2 separate regions of the Sus scrofa genome follow, and region 2 is linked to region 1. Evidence: chromatin contacts called from public HiChIP or PLAC-seq data. All regions are on one chromosome and are shown on one strand. Each heading gives the region's core, a stretch centred on a gene start, on an enhancer-like site or on the middle of the called end of the contact. The rest is flanking DNA. Distances are from core to core; before and after follow the strand shown.

Evidence for each region. HiChIP or PLAC-seq counts read pairs in DNA pulled down with a chosen protein or histone mark.
Region 2: a contact with region 1 is called in an H3K27ac HiChIP or PLAC-seq map of alveolar macrophages. The contact joins the promoter of DYNLRB2 here to the promoter of CDYL2 in region 1. A contact is called at or near these places in 2 of 5 promoter capture datasets (fetal liver and liver), 4 of 47 Hi-C or Micro-C datasets (blood, embryonic fibroblasts and skeletal muscle) and 2 of 2 datasets of contacts at active chromatin or transcription factors (alveolar macrophages and skeletal muscle).

Annotation. Positions count from the first base shown.
Region 1 is chr6:7,417,954-7,425,366 of Sscrofa11.1, forward strand. CDYL2 (chromodomain Y-like protein 2) reads left to right here and starts at 2,524. Exons shown (of 10, transcript XR_002345297.1): 1 at 2,524-2,891. LOC110261264 (a long non-coding RNA gene) reads left to right here and starts at 3,176. Exons shown (of 2, transcript XR_002345302.1): 1 at 3,176-3,273; 2 at 3,747-7,413.
Region 2 is chr6:7,658,819-7,666,231 of Sscrofa11.1, forward strand. DYNLRB2 (dynein light chain roadblock-type 2) reads right to left here and starts at 2,562. Exons shown (of 4, transcript XM_021097077.1): 1 at 2,426-2,562. The coding sequence starts at 2,428. All of the region lies in intron 8 of CDYL2 (chromodomain Y-like protein 2), which reads left to right.

The sequences.
Region 1 (7,413 bases), core at 1,274-3,773:
TGGAAGTAGGTGGAGTAACCATAATGAAAGTCTGTGGCCGGCGGGTTCTTCCTTCTGAACATCCTGCAATTCCAGTTTTTCTTCTTCACTTCTACCGCCACCGCCGTGGACCACTGAAACTGGTCTCCCTACCTCTAACCCCAACCCCATTTCTCATGTCTCTTCTAGAATTTGTCTTCTAATGCACACTTTTAGTTGCCCATGCCTCGGATGGATTCAAAAATGTTCACCAATTTTTCATGGCTGCCTGGCCAAATTGCAGGCTTCTTAGCTTGATGTTCAAGACCCTCCACGAACAGACCCACCCTCGTTATCCAATGGCCTGAGACTTCCTCGAATCAATCTTCTAGTCTTTTCACTCCTGCCCGCCCCACTGCAGCACTGCCTACCCCTTCCCCTTCCCTCTTTCTCCAGAGCAAAACGCTGTCCCTCCTTTGCCATAAGCGTTCAAGATCCATTTTGTCACCGCCACCCCCATAAAATATTCCGAGTGTGCCAATCACAGTGAATATCCCCTTCTGGGAACTCTGTAAACAATTGTTGTCTAGACGAAGGTTTTTTAAATTGTGCTCGCATTCCCAGGGAGTATTTGGCCGGCGCAAGTGAAGTTTTTGGTGTTTTTGTAAAACTACTGATTATATATTCAAATTTGGCTGAGCATATTATTTCCAAACCCAGTTTCTTTCTTGCCTTCCACTTCCAAATTACATCCTCATGCTATGGTAGTGCATTTATTCCCAAGTACAAATTAAGGATCATTAAAATTTGTTTTGTGACCTACAGATAGAGAACCACTTATTATTATTATTTAAACCATGACCATTGGGAAAATATCAGTATGAATATGGATATAGAGAACTCATAACAATTTCCAGTTTCTAAACCAAATACACTTTATTTCCACAGTTCCCCCCCCCACTATTTTAATGTTGGATTTTAACTAGAAATTGGTATAAAATCTGTTTTGTTGATATAGTCCCACAAATACTGTGTACCCACTCTGTCAGGAATAGGGATAGATGCTTGTGATTCGAAGATAAAACAAGGAAGAGGACGCGTTTTCCAGATGGATTCAGTGGGGAAGGACGTTCTAGGCAGAGGGAACAGCATATGCAAACTCACGTGTCCTAGAATGAGCCGGACAAGAAAACTTTGTGGATTTTTTTTTTAAACTGAAACATTTGGTGACTTTTAAAAATGGACAAGCCCTGGATTAAACCCTTCCCTTTGTTGTAATTTCCCCTTGCCATCTCCTTCTTCACAAGGGCAGTTCAGGGTCCAAATTCAAACACAAATAACCTTGTGGAACTCTGCTGGGAGAGGCCACTTCAAATATACAGAGATCCTTTGTTTACTTCTCCCATTCCCTTGGGTGCGTGCTACCATCTCCAGTTTAGAGATGAGGAAAGCAAGGCTCAGATGGGTAGCGTGACGTGGCCCAAGTCTCACAAATAGGAAAGGACCGAGGGAGGATGTGAGTTAAGTCCACGTCACAGCTGGAGAAAGTGACCAGTGGTGGGGGGACGAGGAAGACCTTTCTTCCAATTGCAGAACAGCCTGCCTGCCCAGGTCCTGAGTTAATTGTATCTTAAACAGAAAGGTGACCCCTTATTCCCCAAGTAGGAAGACATGACAACGTATTTGCATTTCAGAGAGCTTCCCAGGTCCCTCCTTCGCTGGAGCCTGGCACATAGTAGGAGCGATTATTTTTTTTTGCTCCCTTTTGCCGAGTGACTGAATCCTCCTCACGGTCGTGTGGTTAATCTCTCCTCTTGCTTTCAAAGTCCCTGGTGGGCAGGGTCCCAGTCATGCCTACCAAGGAACACAATGCAGTTGGGTAGACGTTGGAAGATGTTTGTTGAATAATGGATGAAATGGATGGTGAATGGATGGGGGCTGGGGGTGGTTGGAAGAAGGCCACGCCCGGCTCTGAGGACTTTCCAGGATTTACCGGGGTGCTGTCCTGGCTCTCTCGGGAGCCTCTGGAGGGGTCAGTTCGTCCCTCCTCCCTCCACATCTCACTAACCAGACTGGAGGGAGGGGCCCTGAAGCCGGGGAGGGGCCCCCAGAGCCCCGAGGGGCCAGGTCTCCCGGGGAGGGGCCCCTTGCTCCCCGGGATGCGGGGGAAGAGGTGAGGCCCCCGGGCCGGCCGAGCCCGCCGGGGGCTCCTTCCCCACCGGGCCCCGCAGCCCTCTACCTGCCTCCCGGCCGCCCCTTCGCAGCCGGGGCCGGGTGCGCTCGGCGGGCACCTGGCCCGCCACCCCCGGGGGGCCCCGCCGGCCGCCGCCGGGGCCGGCCCAGGGCGGCGGGGCGGGCCCGGGCGCTCCCCGGCTCCGGGACCGGTCCCCCGGGGCGCGGCCGGGCGGCCGCCCCCGCCCCCCCGCCCGGGGGGCCGGGCCGGGCTCCCGGGGGGCGGGGACTCGCCCTGTGGCAGCAGCAGCGTCCGGGCCGGCGGCGGGCGCGGGGCGGCTTCCTGCAGGCGGCGCCGGGGCGAGCCGTTGCCCGCCGCAGCCACCGCCGCCGGGTCGCCGGGTCGCGGGGGCCGCGGCGCTCGGGCCGCGTCGGTGCCTCCCGGGCGCGCTGCGCGGCCGTCGCTGCTGCCCGCGCTCGTGCCGCCGCCGCCGCCGCCGCCGCCGCCGCCGCTGCCGGTTACGCCAGCCCCGCCGCCGCCCGCTCTGATTCTGCGCATAGGCAGCCCCCAAGCCTGTCATTCTGCAAAAACACAGTTTACTCAACACACCACACACACACACACTCACACACACACGCGCGCACACACACGCGCACACTGGCCCCCTCGCGCACACGCACGGAGGGCGCGAGCGAGCAGACGCGCACACCCGGCGAGCCAAGTTCCGCAGCCTGGCATGGCTTCTGGGGACCTTTACGAGGTACGGGGACGCGGGGGCGCGGGCCGGCCCCAGCCCGCGGGCGGCGGGCGGGCGGCGGGCGGCGGGCGGCGGGGACCGGGCCGGGGCCGGGGCCGGGCGCGAGCCGGAGTTGCCGAGCCCGCGGCGGCGGCGGCGGCGGCGGCAGCGGCGGCCGGAGGGCGGCGGGGGCCGGGCGCGCCTCCCGCCCGCCGCCCGCCCGCCCTCCCGCGGCGCCCGCGCCCGCTCCCTCTTTCTCTTTCTCTCGCACACACACTCTCTTACTCCATCTACTTTGCGGCCTTGGAGGGGAAGGAGGAAGCCGGGCGGAGCCGGGGCGGGGGAGGTAGCGGTCCCGGGGAGGTGTTTCTCGCCCGACGAGGCGCCTCGAGTGCAGAAAGTACAGGTAAAAGTCGGCGCCGGACGTGCCGAGAATGCGGGGGGCCGCGCGGCGGCCGGCGGGGGTGCGGGGCCGGGGGTGCGCGGCCCGGGTTGGGCCGGGGGCGCGGGAGGGGAGGGGAGCGGGCCGACGGAGTGGAGCGCGGCCGGAGCCAGCCGGGGTCCTGGGGGGGCGGCTGCGAAGGGGGCGGCCGGGTAGGGGCCCGGGAGACACCCTCTAAACCGCTCCCCCGGGCCACCAGGCCACCTCCCCCCTCCCCCCACCTGCTGCCCCCGCCACCGGCTGGGGGCTGGGGCGTGGGGGCGGTCCTTGCGGGTGTCGTGCTCACCGGGGACGAGAGGGGGCGCTGTAGAGGGTCCTTGGTGGAAGGAGGAGCACATGGAAGTTGGTGGTGGGTGGTAACACTGTTGCTGGAGGACATGGGATGCCAGCTCTGCTTCCAAGGCCAAGTGTCACCCTCAGTGGATACCTGTCTCCAGGTCCACACAGGTAGTGTCCAGCATCCGATACTTTGAAAGCGTCTCAAAAGTGGTCAAGGAAGACATCAGTCTGGCATCTTTGAAACAATGGAGAAATAGCCATGGCCTCTGGGAGCTAGATTTTTTTAGCTCTGGACAGAAACATTCTTGCTTTTGGATTCCCGACAAGTGGACTAAACAAGAAGCAGCCCCCTCCCTCTGGGGAGAATGCCCCAAAGAGGTGTTGACCTCAAGAAAAGGTTCAGGAAGCTAAGAAACCAGCCATCTTCAACCAGAAGGCCTGCTGATCCTCCAAGAAACCAGACTCAGAGCTCCGCCTGGACCTGGATTCCCCTGCGCATAAATCCATTAACACTAGCCCTGGTTCTTAAGGCTTTTGGCTAAATTGAGATGAGCACCCCAAGGGGTGGAATTAACCTTCTGGGTAAGGGATTCCAGGGGTGATTCGCACACAATGAACTTCTTCCTCTGGGCCTTCTGGACACCTGAAGCTTTTCAGGTGGTGGATTTGCTGGCTGGCGAGAGAGAAGAATGGAGAACAGGCAAGGTACCATTCCAGCTTCCTGGGCAACCAGGGCCTTTTGGATGATTCTGGACTTGATGAGGCCCAGTCGTAGACCACTAGCCCATGGGCTCAGGTGCCATGTCATGAGAGGAGAGGTCCATGTAGTGAGAAGTTGAGACCTCCTGCCAACAACCAGCACTAACTCAGTTTGTGCGTGAGCCTTGGAAACAGAACCAACAGTCCCAGTCAGGCATTCAGATGTTCTCAGCTCCAGTCAACATCTTGACATAAAGCCCCTGAGAGATCCTAGGGCAGAACCATCCAGCTGAGATGTTCCTGGGTTCCTTGAAAGAATGATGCAGCTTGGCCTCTTCTCTACTCTCCTGCCTTCCTCATCCCTATGCTGATGGAGAGGATGAAGTTGGATAGAGTCAGATTGTGGCCAGTGGGTCACCCAAGTACTTTGACCTGTTTCGGGATGGTGGAGCAATTTCTGAAACCAAACGTTGAAGCACAGTAAAATGGGATGTTTGATTGAGCTTCTTGAAGTATAACCAGCACTGTTAAGACATTGGCCAAAAGTAGATATTGTTCAGGGCTAAAGCTCATCTTGGGAGCCTGGATTTTCCGCCCATTGTATTGAGTCATCTTAGAGCTGCTGACCTTGCCTGGGTGAAAAGTTGCATCAAGAAGACATTAAGAGGACGTATTAGGAGCTGTCAATATTTCTCCCTTTGAAGTTTGGAACTTAGGAACCTTCTGGGGATAATTTCTTGTTTAATGTTCATCCGAAATGCCCTCCTTAAAATTGATAATTATAGTTGCCAGATGAGTCTGTTAAGAGGGGCGTTTTCATACCAGCCTACTGGAAGTATTTAAGCACCTCAGGGGTTCTTACTGAAGTTCAGTAAGCAAGACAATAATAATAATTACTTCCGTGATAGTAGGTACTAGATATAAAATAGTTTTCTTGTGGCTGATCATTTGCGTAGTCATTACTAAAAGGGCTAAATTGCATTACGAGAATATAACCAATGTCACCATTTTTATAGCCTCTGTCTACATTACATAACGTGTACTGAGGAATTTAATTTGTTGTCTAAATTTAGCTGTAAAAACAATTAAGAAGTGCCAAATGTACATTAGCGTATGTATTTCTAACTATAAAGTTGGTGTTGGTAAAAAATGAGATGTCGATTTAAGGATAAAAATTGGAATATCTGGTACATTGACCTTTAAAGAAAAAAGGAGAAGAAAACTGATACCATATTAATTAAATATTATACTCACGAGTATATAACATGGCTTCTCCTAACCGCGGGCCAAGAAACCACATTTTGAGTAACAGCTATTGCCTTTGGAATTGATGCATTTCACCTGTGTGTGTGCTGACACTATCCTTGATCCTTCATGGGGAAGATGTGATGTGGATTATAGAGATTCTTCAGCTTCTCATTGGTACTTCAGACAATTGTTAAGAGCGAACCTTCCCTGCATAGCATCTTTTAAGGAAGAGGTGCTGGTTTTAAAGATGCCAGCAAATGAATAGTTTGGTTACATAATGGCACTCTTCAATCATAATGAAGACATATGGAAGCAAGCTCAGTTTCTAAAATTTTGGCTCTTGGATTGTTCTACTTTGCTTCCCCTGTAGCTGAGTTATTACCTTCTGGTGTATTATGGCCATCACCTATAGAAAGGTGATCTTTTATATGGGTCGATCCTTTTAGAATCGTGAAGAGTCGTGAAGTGGTAGTCTGTGAGCCAGGTCTGGTCCATCTCTGCCCTGAAGATAGGTGAGAAAAATGGATTTGCGTACTTTTAGATGGGCCATGTGATAGCTAGTTTATAGTTGTCCTGGTGCTCGCTATTACCAGGTTCCCTTTCTGTTTCACTCTTAACATTACTTATCTGGGTCCAACAGGCATTAGGGTTTGCACCCCTAGGGTGCTAGTCAATCATTCGCTAAGATGTTTGGGTATCAGGAAGACATAATCAAATACTTGTTGCCCGAATCAATGAACAAAAGACTGGCTTATGTATCGATGAAGTGCCTTGGCTGACCTTTGTCACCCTGTGTTGAGTGCAACCTTCTGTTCTCTTTCTGCTCTGGCTTGTGGTCTCTCCTTGGTGGTCACACCATGTGTAGGGGTTGCTCTCAGTTCCCTCTAGATGTGTGGCTGAGTCCCCTTCCAGAGAGCCGGACTACTATTCATTAAGACTGAACGCATCTCAGCGTCAGCGTTGTGGTTTTCTTTGTGGCTGTTGGGCGGTATTTTTATACCCTTTCCCTTGTGATTAAGCTGACCTCATGGCAGAGGTTCCATTTTGTTGGCAAAAATGTTCAAAGAGAATGCTGCACGTCTTTGGAGGTCGGTAGCAGCTAAGTGGAAATTTATGCAGATGGGCCTAACAGTGGCAGTTCCTGGTGACTGTCAACATTTAGTTTATTTATACTTCCAAATGTTCTATCTTAAAAGGAAGGAAGGTGTCAGATAGGTTTTTTTTGAGAGGGGAGGGGATTGATATACATGCATGCATCTGTATCTATCTCATATATTCATGTGTGATGAAACATATTTGTGTGTTTGTATGTATATTAAAAACACTGCTTTCATTGCATTCAAAATAAATAACAATAGGATTTTAGTTTTGTTGGAAGAAATTTAGCTAAAAACCAGTGCTACCACAGTGCCTTTTCTCTATAGCACTATATATGCACCTCGTGTCCTGCAGAATCACACCCTGAAAATAATGGCTCATGGGAGAACCAGGGTTGAGGCCAACTTTGGAAAGCCCTTGGAACTTTGTAACTAGAAACAAAAACAAACCCAAATGTAATAAAAATATAGCTCTCTGTTCAGTCTCCATCTGGCTGCCGTTTGCTCTCACCAGCTCGGTCCATCCTTTGTGGCCTTCCGCTTGGGCCAGGTCCTCCTTCTTCTCTGTGGATCGCAGAGCCCATTCACTTCTCATAGAGACCGTTTTCACTGACAGTTACATCTGGCCCAGAGCACAGCCCTCTGCCCTCATCTGTACAGGGAGAAAGCTTTCTGTAGCTCCTTCGTCTGTAATTTGCAGCTGTGCCGGTTAGCTTAACCTAGTGGAAAGGCAGTAGTTCTTGAAGCCACCACAGCCACTGCTCTATGGAAGATGGGCCCT
Region 2 (7,413 bases), core at 1,312-3,811, 240 kb after region 1:
CAATGTGGATGATCATATTAAGTGAAGCACGTCAGAAAGGGGAAGACAAATACCATATGCTATCACTTACATCTGGAATCTAATCTACGGCACAAATGCAACTTTCCACAGAAAAGAAACTCATGGACTTGAAGAACAGACTCGTGGTTGACTGTCACGCGGGGGAGGGAGTGGGGTGGACTGGGAATCTGGGGTTAGTAGATGCAAACTATTGCATTTGGAGTGGACAAGCAATGAGATCCTGCTGTAGAGCACTGGGAACTCTATCTAGGCACTTGTGATAATGAGAGAACAGGAAGGTATATGTGTGTGTGTGTGACTGGGTCACATTGCTGTGTAGTAGAAAATTGACAGAACATTGTAAACCAACTATAACAGAAAAAATAAAAATCATTTTAAAAAAGGCATCACTTAATGAGAAATCACATCCTTGGTCCTAAAGGTCACCTAATTGGGAGTTCAGATGGTTAAATTCAAGATGTTCTGTAAAAACAATACATTCTAAAATTCCAGGATTCTCTGATAACTACAACCTGGGTCTCTGCAAGATAAATGTTCAACCGTGAATGATTATTTTGGAATTCCACCATTGGGTTTTAAACTCAACTTTATGTACCTTATGCATAGTTTCTTTCCTTCTACAAATGCTAAAATCAAGCATAATTTTTCAAGCCTGCATATTTTTCTAATTGATTGATCACTGGATTTTATGAATTCAAACAGTATTCTGCAGTCTTGTGATGAAGATTTATGATGTATTTTTCTTTCTAACATTGTACAGATATACCTTACATTTAGTCAAAAGACAGTTTTCTTTTGCCCCTAATGTGGGTGGGAGCACTGATTTCCTCTTTCGACCACTATAGCAGGTGTTTTCTGAATTTCAGGCATTCATGTATTAGACTTACAATTTTTGCCATTATGTATAACATCTATATTATTTACCCAGCAGGTTCTTTAAATTACCTCACTGCTAAAATCTTAAATAAATGCATTTTAAAAGGAAGCTATACATCACTACCACAAATGCAAATCTGGTATCATTTGTCATAGGCAGAAATAACCATAAAAACAAAGCAAAGAAAGAGCATATTATTAAATTCTACACCAATGAAAGTTCTGAGCCTGAGGTCTGCTCGTCAGGTGAAAAATCGAAACTATGAAATGACAGTGCTATTAACGAAATAACAGTGTCAGAAACTTCCTGGTTATAGTCTAAAGGCTGAAAAAAAAGAAAAAAGGAAAGAGGAATGGCTTTCTCTGATATGATTCACTCTGTTTTTTTGGTATTTGCAGCTAATGTTTGTATCTCACGTTGGAAAGCATTGCACTAAAGCATAATAGCGGTACAGGAGAGCACTAACAGTACATTTTTGCCATTTTGTCTATAAGACAACGCCACAGATCCTTTCAGCCACAGCCCTCGTTTTTCTTTTTCTGTTTCACTTCTAACCGAACAATTTTCTCTGCTCTTCCTGGCATTTCACTCTTTTCCCATGTGTTTTCTTCTTTCGTGATTTCTGAGACCTCTTAATACAATCGCCTAATCCCCATGGCCAATCTTCTTTTCATTCCTTTCTTAAAAAACCAACAACTTTTTGCTTTCACTTTGCTCTTTTTCAAACTTTCCTCAGTCGCCACTATCCTTTTCTTATCCTCCTCCCCTTTCTTTTTTTTTTTTTTTTTTTTTTTTTTGCTTTTTAGGGCGCCATCCGTGACATATGGTGGTTCGAATCAGAGCTACAGCTGCTGGTCTGCACCACAGCCACAGCAACGCTAGATCCGAGCGGCGTCTGCGACCTACACCGCAGCTCACTGCAATGCCGGATCCGTAATCCACTGAGCGAGGCCAGGGATGGAACCTGCGTTCTCATGGATTCTAGTCGGGTTTGTTAACCAGTGAGCCACAAAGGGAACTCCTCCTTTCCCCCCCCCCCCCCCCCCTCAATGTTTCCTCCTTCTCCCTTCTCTCCATTCCCTTGCGTTCCCAGTCCCATCTCTTTCTTTCCTCTCAGGGAGATTTTTCTCCTCTCTTTGGCGCCCCTCCCCTTTTCGAAATTTCCTCGCTCTTAACGAGATTTCCCATCCCCCTCAGGATCTTTCATCCCCTCCGTATCTCTCTTCCTCTTTACGATATTCTCCCTCCCCAATTACTACCGCAAGAACCACCCCCCCACCTTAGATATATATGCCCCAAGACAGCTTTCCCATCTAGATATATTCTTCCCCCTCTTCCATGGTAGCTTTTAGTCCCTCCAGGGTCTCCGCGTCGCCCCTCCAAGAAGCTTGCGGAACACCCAGCCCACCGCTGTGCCGGGACCCGCCGGGCCCCGGGACCCGCCGGGCCGGGATCGGTCCCGGGAGCCGGGCAGCGAAACCCCTCGCCCTTAGAGCGGCGGGTCGGGGACGGAGACCCCGGATTTACCATCGCTCGGGCGGCGAAACTCTGGGCTCAATCTAGCGCTACGGCAGCGAGGATGTCAACAACGCTTCCAAGTCGTTGCTAGGAGACCGGGGAGGAAGTGACCTTCCGGAAGTGTTGGTGCCGCGCCTGCGTGTTTGCGGGTCGGGCAGCCGCCAGGCAGGTTCTTCCGCCCCGAGCTGGCCTGGCGCCTCCCGGCCGCCATAAGCGGAGGCTGGGGAGCGTGGCCCCGAGTGCTCACCTGGGGTCGAGGAGTACCGAGGGGCTTAGGCCGGGCTCCGGGTCATTCGTTCGTCCTCTCATTCATTCATTCCTTGAGGTACGCATTCGTGTAACAGGCACTTCTTCATCCAAGAACGATTTATTGACCACCTACCACGTCCCGGGCTCTCCTCTGGGTCTGGGGTCCATTCTAGCGCGGGAGACAGCCGAATGCGACAAAACGAAGCAATACCGTCTAAGTGTGATACGTGCTCTGGACCAAATAAGCCGGGGTGGGTCCGTCTGACTCCGAGGTGACATTTGGTACTAGACTCCGATGCCTGTGACACTCGGAGAACTGTCGCGCTGCCTCGTGCGGCGCTGATAGGTTTGTTCCCCGCCCCCAAGGACAGTTGTTTTTAATTAAAGCAGAACTATATCGCAGCATCGAAAAGTAGTAGCTTATGTATTTTCATTAATTTACATCTCCCCACCCCCAAAGCAGTAGGTGAAGCGCCATCTTACGGCTTATATTCTCCGTACTTCTAGCACCCCCAAGCTGCCCTTCACTCAGTGGGAAGAGTTGCTCCATACTGGTAATTTTGTTTAGTGTATTAGGATCTTTATTTTTGTTTTTACAGAATTATTTGCCCACATTTCTGAGTTGCTGTAAAACTGTAAATGCTAGTGTCGGAGGTTCTACCGAGGGCCATAGAAAAGCAGCTCGCTGGGTTTTTAAGGAACTGGTGGGGAAACAAGTTAGAGCAGTTAGGGATGGTCAGAAGTCACCTGCTCGTTTGAAGGGCATTGTGTATCTTTGTAGCCTGGGAGGAAGAGCACAGCTATGTGTGAGGCACAGAAGGAAAGTTTTGTGTCGTGTTTTCATGTGGTCCTAGGGTTTGAAGAGGGCTTTGATTACTAAACTGAGTACTAAATACAAGTGGTGAGTTGCAGATGCATCTTCATAGGGACCATGCTATAATGATCCCTGTAATACTGATCTGGTTTGTGCTTCCATTTCCAGTAAGTTGTCTCACCACAAACAAGACAGGCAATAGGTAGGAGCATCAACTAGAATTTCTATAGGTTCTTGTCAGGGATTCCCCAGGAATGGTTTTGAACTGGGAGGGTTTGGACTAGATGATCCGTTTCAGTTTGGTCTTGTCAGTTTAGGATTTTTACATTATGTACAGAAACACTCTTGAGAAGCTCTAGTTCTGCTTCAATTCCCCCCCCCCTTTGGTAGAGAAAGGGATCCTGGTCACTGTCATTTCCCCCCCTTTTTGTCTTCAAGAAACGAGACTTCTCAAAAAAAACCAAGTCACGATAGCTAACTCAGGTCCTTTGTCACTCGGCATTGGAATTCCAACTGAGATGGTTTGGAATGGGCAGCCAAGATAGTGCGGGAGGAGTCTGGTGTGTGTGTGTATGTAGGACTAGCTTTACACGGATTGCCTGTACTGCTTTTTAGTAATAAAAGTATAGGCATTTATAGCAGTACTGGCTGAATTGTATCAAGTGTGATTCTTGGGCTCTCTGGGTGTTTCTGATCCAGGAGATGCCTACTTAATTGTGCCACCATTTGTTTTGCTTATAGAAATCAGTGGCAGGGCACCATATTATCTCTAATGTCCATCAGCTTTAATGAAGGAACCGGCTGCATATGCGTGGGATGTGAATCTCCCCTTGTTTCTGGAGTCAGGGTGTCAAACTCATTCAATAGCTGACAGCTGTGATTAGAGCAAAGAGAGGCTCCAGCGTGAAAGGCACTGACAGGAGTAGCCAACTGCTGAAAACGTAATAAGAAGTAGCCAAACTGACTTCCAGCCAACAGTCGAGTTTGACTTGCTGCGCACAGGAAATCAATGCGGAGAATATGAGTCATTTTCTCCTTATCGATTTTCACTTCTAATTATTTCTTGGAGGTAGCTTGATTGGGTTTTTATGCCGTTTTGGAACAAGAATGAATATCCAGAGCCATGCAGTATGTATGAAGTATCTCGGCGGTGTCTGTCATGGTCCCTGCTCCATCCTCAGTACGTGGGAGTCCCTCTTTCCCCTTTTCTCTTCTCCCATCTGTCCCCTCACCATTTCTTTTGACCCGTAGTAAGTGCCACGGAAGTTTGAACTAAAGTGAAGGAATTAATGAATGCTTTTGGCAAGTACTCTGAAGTGACCCCCGAGGTTGTGGTACATGCAAAGATAAGGTCTACTATGCTTCATGTATGATTTTGTCAAAGTGAGATGATTTTCTTCTGGGTCTCTCTGTCTCTTTGATCATTTGTTCCTGCTCTCTGCTTAGTCTGAAGAAATCAAGGTAACTTCATCAGCTTGAGTTTTCTCCTGGGGTTTTCTCTGCTACCCCATATATTATCTAACGCTGCCATTCCTGCTAATTGGCAAATCCCTAAACACTGAGCCATTATTTTGTGCCCAGTTTCTCACAAGATAAAGTATTATTTGTAAACTTCACCAGAACGTCTCCCGGTACTCTACTGGTTTTGCTCAAAAAAGTGTGCCCTAGCTTCTCTGAAAATGTCCCTAATACTGAGGCAGAATTAGGGATGTCCCTGTTATCAGTGAGTATCACACACAGCTGACCCAGGGCCATGGCATTCGAGATTTAGGGTTTCAGAAGATCAACCGTCTTCTACTTTTGATTAGGACAGAGGCACCCTCTAGGGTAATTCTTTCCAGGACTCAAATGTCACATAAACATTTACTTCCCATGAAGCTAGCCTCTCTGTTGGAATTAAGTAATGTCCTAGAGCACAGAATTTGGAGTTACATGCAGCTAGGGTTGGTGTTTCCAGGTGTGTTTCTGTGAGTAAGATAAGTTCTTGGAGCTTCTGTTCCCCATTTATAAAATAGGAACAGCAAGGTGTAAATGATATGTGGGTAAAATGCTTGGCTTGTATCAGGTGTCCACCGTGGGTCACTGAACCACGTTTCTTTCTTGTGTTACTTCCTTTCCTTAGTGCATCTTTCCTTCTTCCCTCCATTTCTTTTCTCCCCCCTCTCCTTTCATTGTTCTCTTTCTCTAGGCTTTTCCTCCTCACGTCCCTCCCGTTTCTCTTCTCTCCCCTCTCTTCAACGTCCTTTCCCTTCATGTCCTCAATTGAAAAATCCAGAAATCATATTATTGACTTTCTCACTAAAGAACGTCTTTCCCTTTCTTCTCTTGTCCCTTTTCTAATGTACTTCATCTACCTGTAATCTCCTTTCTTCACATTTCTCATTTTTAAACTTCCAGCTCCAGAATCAGTTCCCATCTCTGTGTATTGCATCCAATAGCTATTCTCCGTATCTCAAAGTCGAGGGAGAACTGTAAATATTTCCCAGACTGTTAATTTTGTTCAAGAAAGAAGGGGCTGAAGGGAACAGTGAATTCCATGCACTTATGTACCCCTTCTTTTTTCTTGGTAATTCCGTCCCAAGGTTGCTGATACATATTCATTCAGTCTCTCTAATCTATTTAGTTTCAGAATGACTTTCACTGGTTGGTATAAGACCAAAAAAGTTTGGCGCACTAAACAAAAGTGAGTTGGTGACTTACTAACAAAAGTCGAGTGCATAAAACAAAACGTACTGTCATTGAGTTACCACAAAGTGAACTCGTGTGCGACACGCAACCAGGCCAAGAAATAGAACACTGTCCGCATTCCAGAAGCTTCCACATGGCCATTCCCAGTCATTACCCCTGCCTTTTTTGGTCTGAAAAGGGTAAAATATTTACTATCTGGACTTTTACTGAAAAATTTGCTGACCTCTGTAGTAGACTTTTTCTCTCTTGAGTTTTCAAAATATGTTGGATGGTTGAAAACAAAACATTGTTCACAGTATGTATATGTAATATGTAAAATAACCACAGCACAAAGTGGGGGAGGCTAAAGGGACAGAACCTTACATCACATTCTACCTGAAGTGTTCAAGTACTGTTTCTAAATAGACTGTGAAAAGTGAGGTGTATAATTCTTAGAGCAACCAATAAAAAAGTATATAAACAGATACAATAAAACATCGTAACAGATACATTAAAATGGAACACTAAAAATTGTTCACATAATCTAAAAGAGAAAGGAGCAAAGAAATGGAAAACAAATGGAACAACCATTAAATGATATAATTGTTGAATTGAATTCCAATATATTACCGAATACGTTAAATGGATATCATCTAAGCACACCAACTAAAAGAGAGGTTGTCAGAATTCTTTAAAAAAAGACCCATAGTTTATGTTTCTGGAAAGATGGAGTAGATGTGTGTTTCCACAGTCCTCTCCATGGGATATAACTAAAAATCCTGGAAATTAAATATGCAAACGTAAGACTTTGACAGTGGAGTAAATCAGGAAGGTTGCCTAGGCACCTTAGGACCCAAGGAATGACATGATTTAAGATACCTGGATTTCCTTTTTGCCTCATATACTCTAGACTAGGAGCTAAAGAAGCTGATAACCCAGAATGCTGACAGGCACAAGACATTTTAAAAAGTCCTAACAGAAGCCTACTCCTGAGCCAGAGGATTCCAGCCAACAAGATAGAAACTCTTAGAGAATAACCTTCCTGCTCCAGCCAAGCACTGGCAAAGGCCAAGTGAAGCATGCAGACGTCCACTCTTGCCTTGCTGTAGTTCCCCGCAGTCACCACTAGAGGATTGTCAGAGAAGGCGAGTAAGTAATTGGTACTCTTCACAGGGCTGGTTGTCCTCAGCAGTTTTTTTTTTTTTTTTTTTTTTTTAAATGGCCAGACCCACGGCATATGGAGGTTCCCAGGCTACGGGTCCAATTG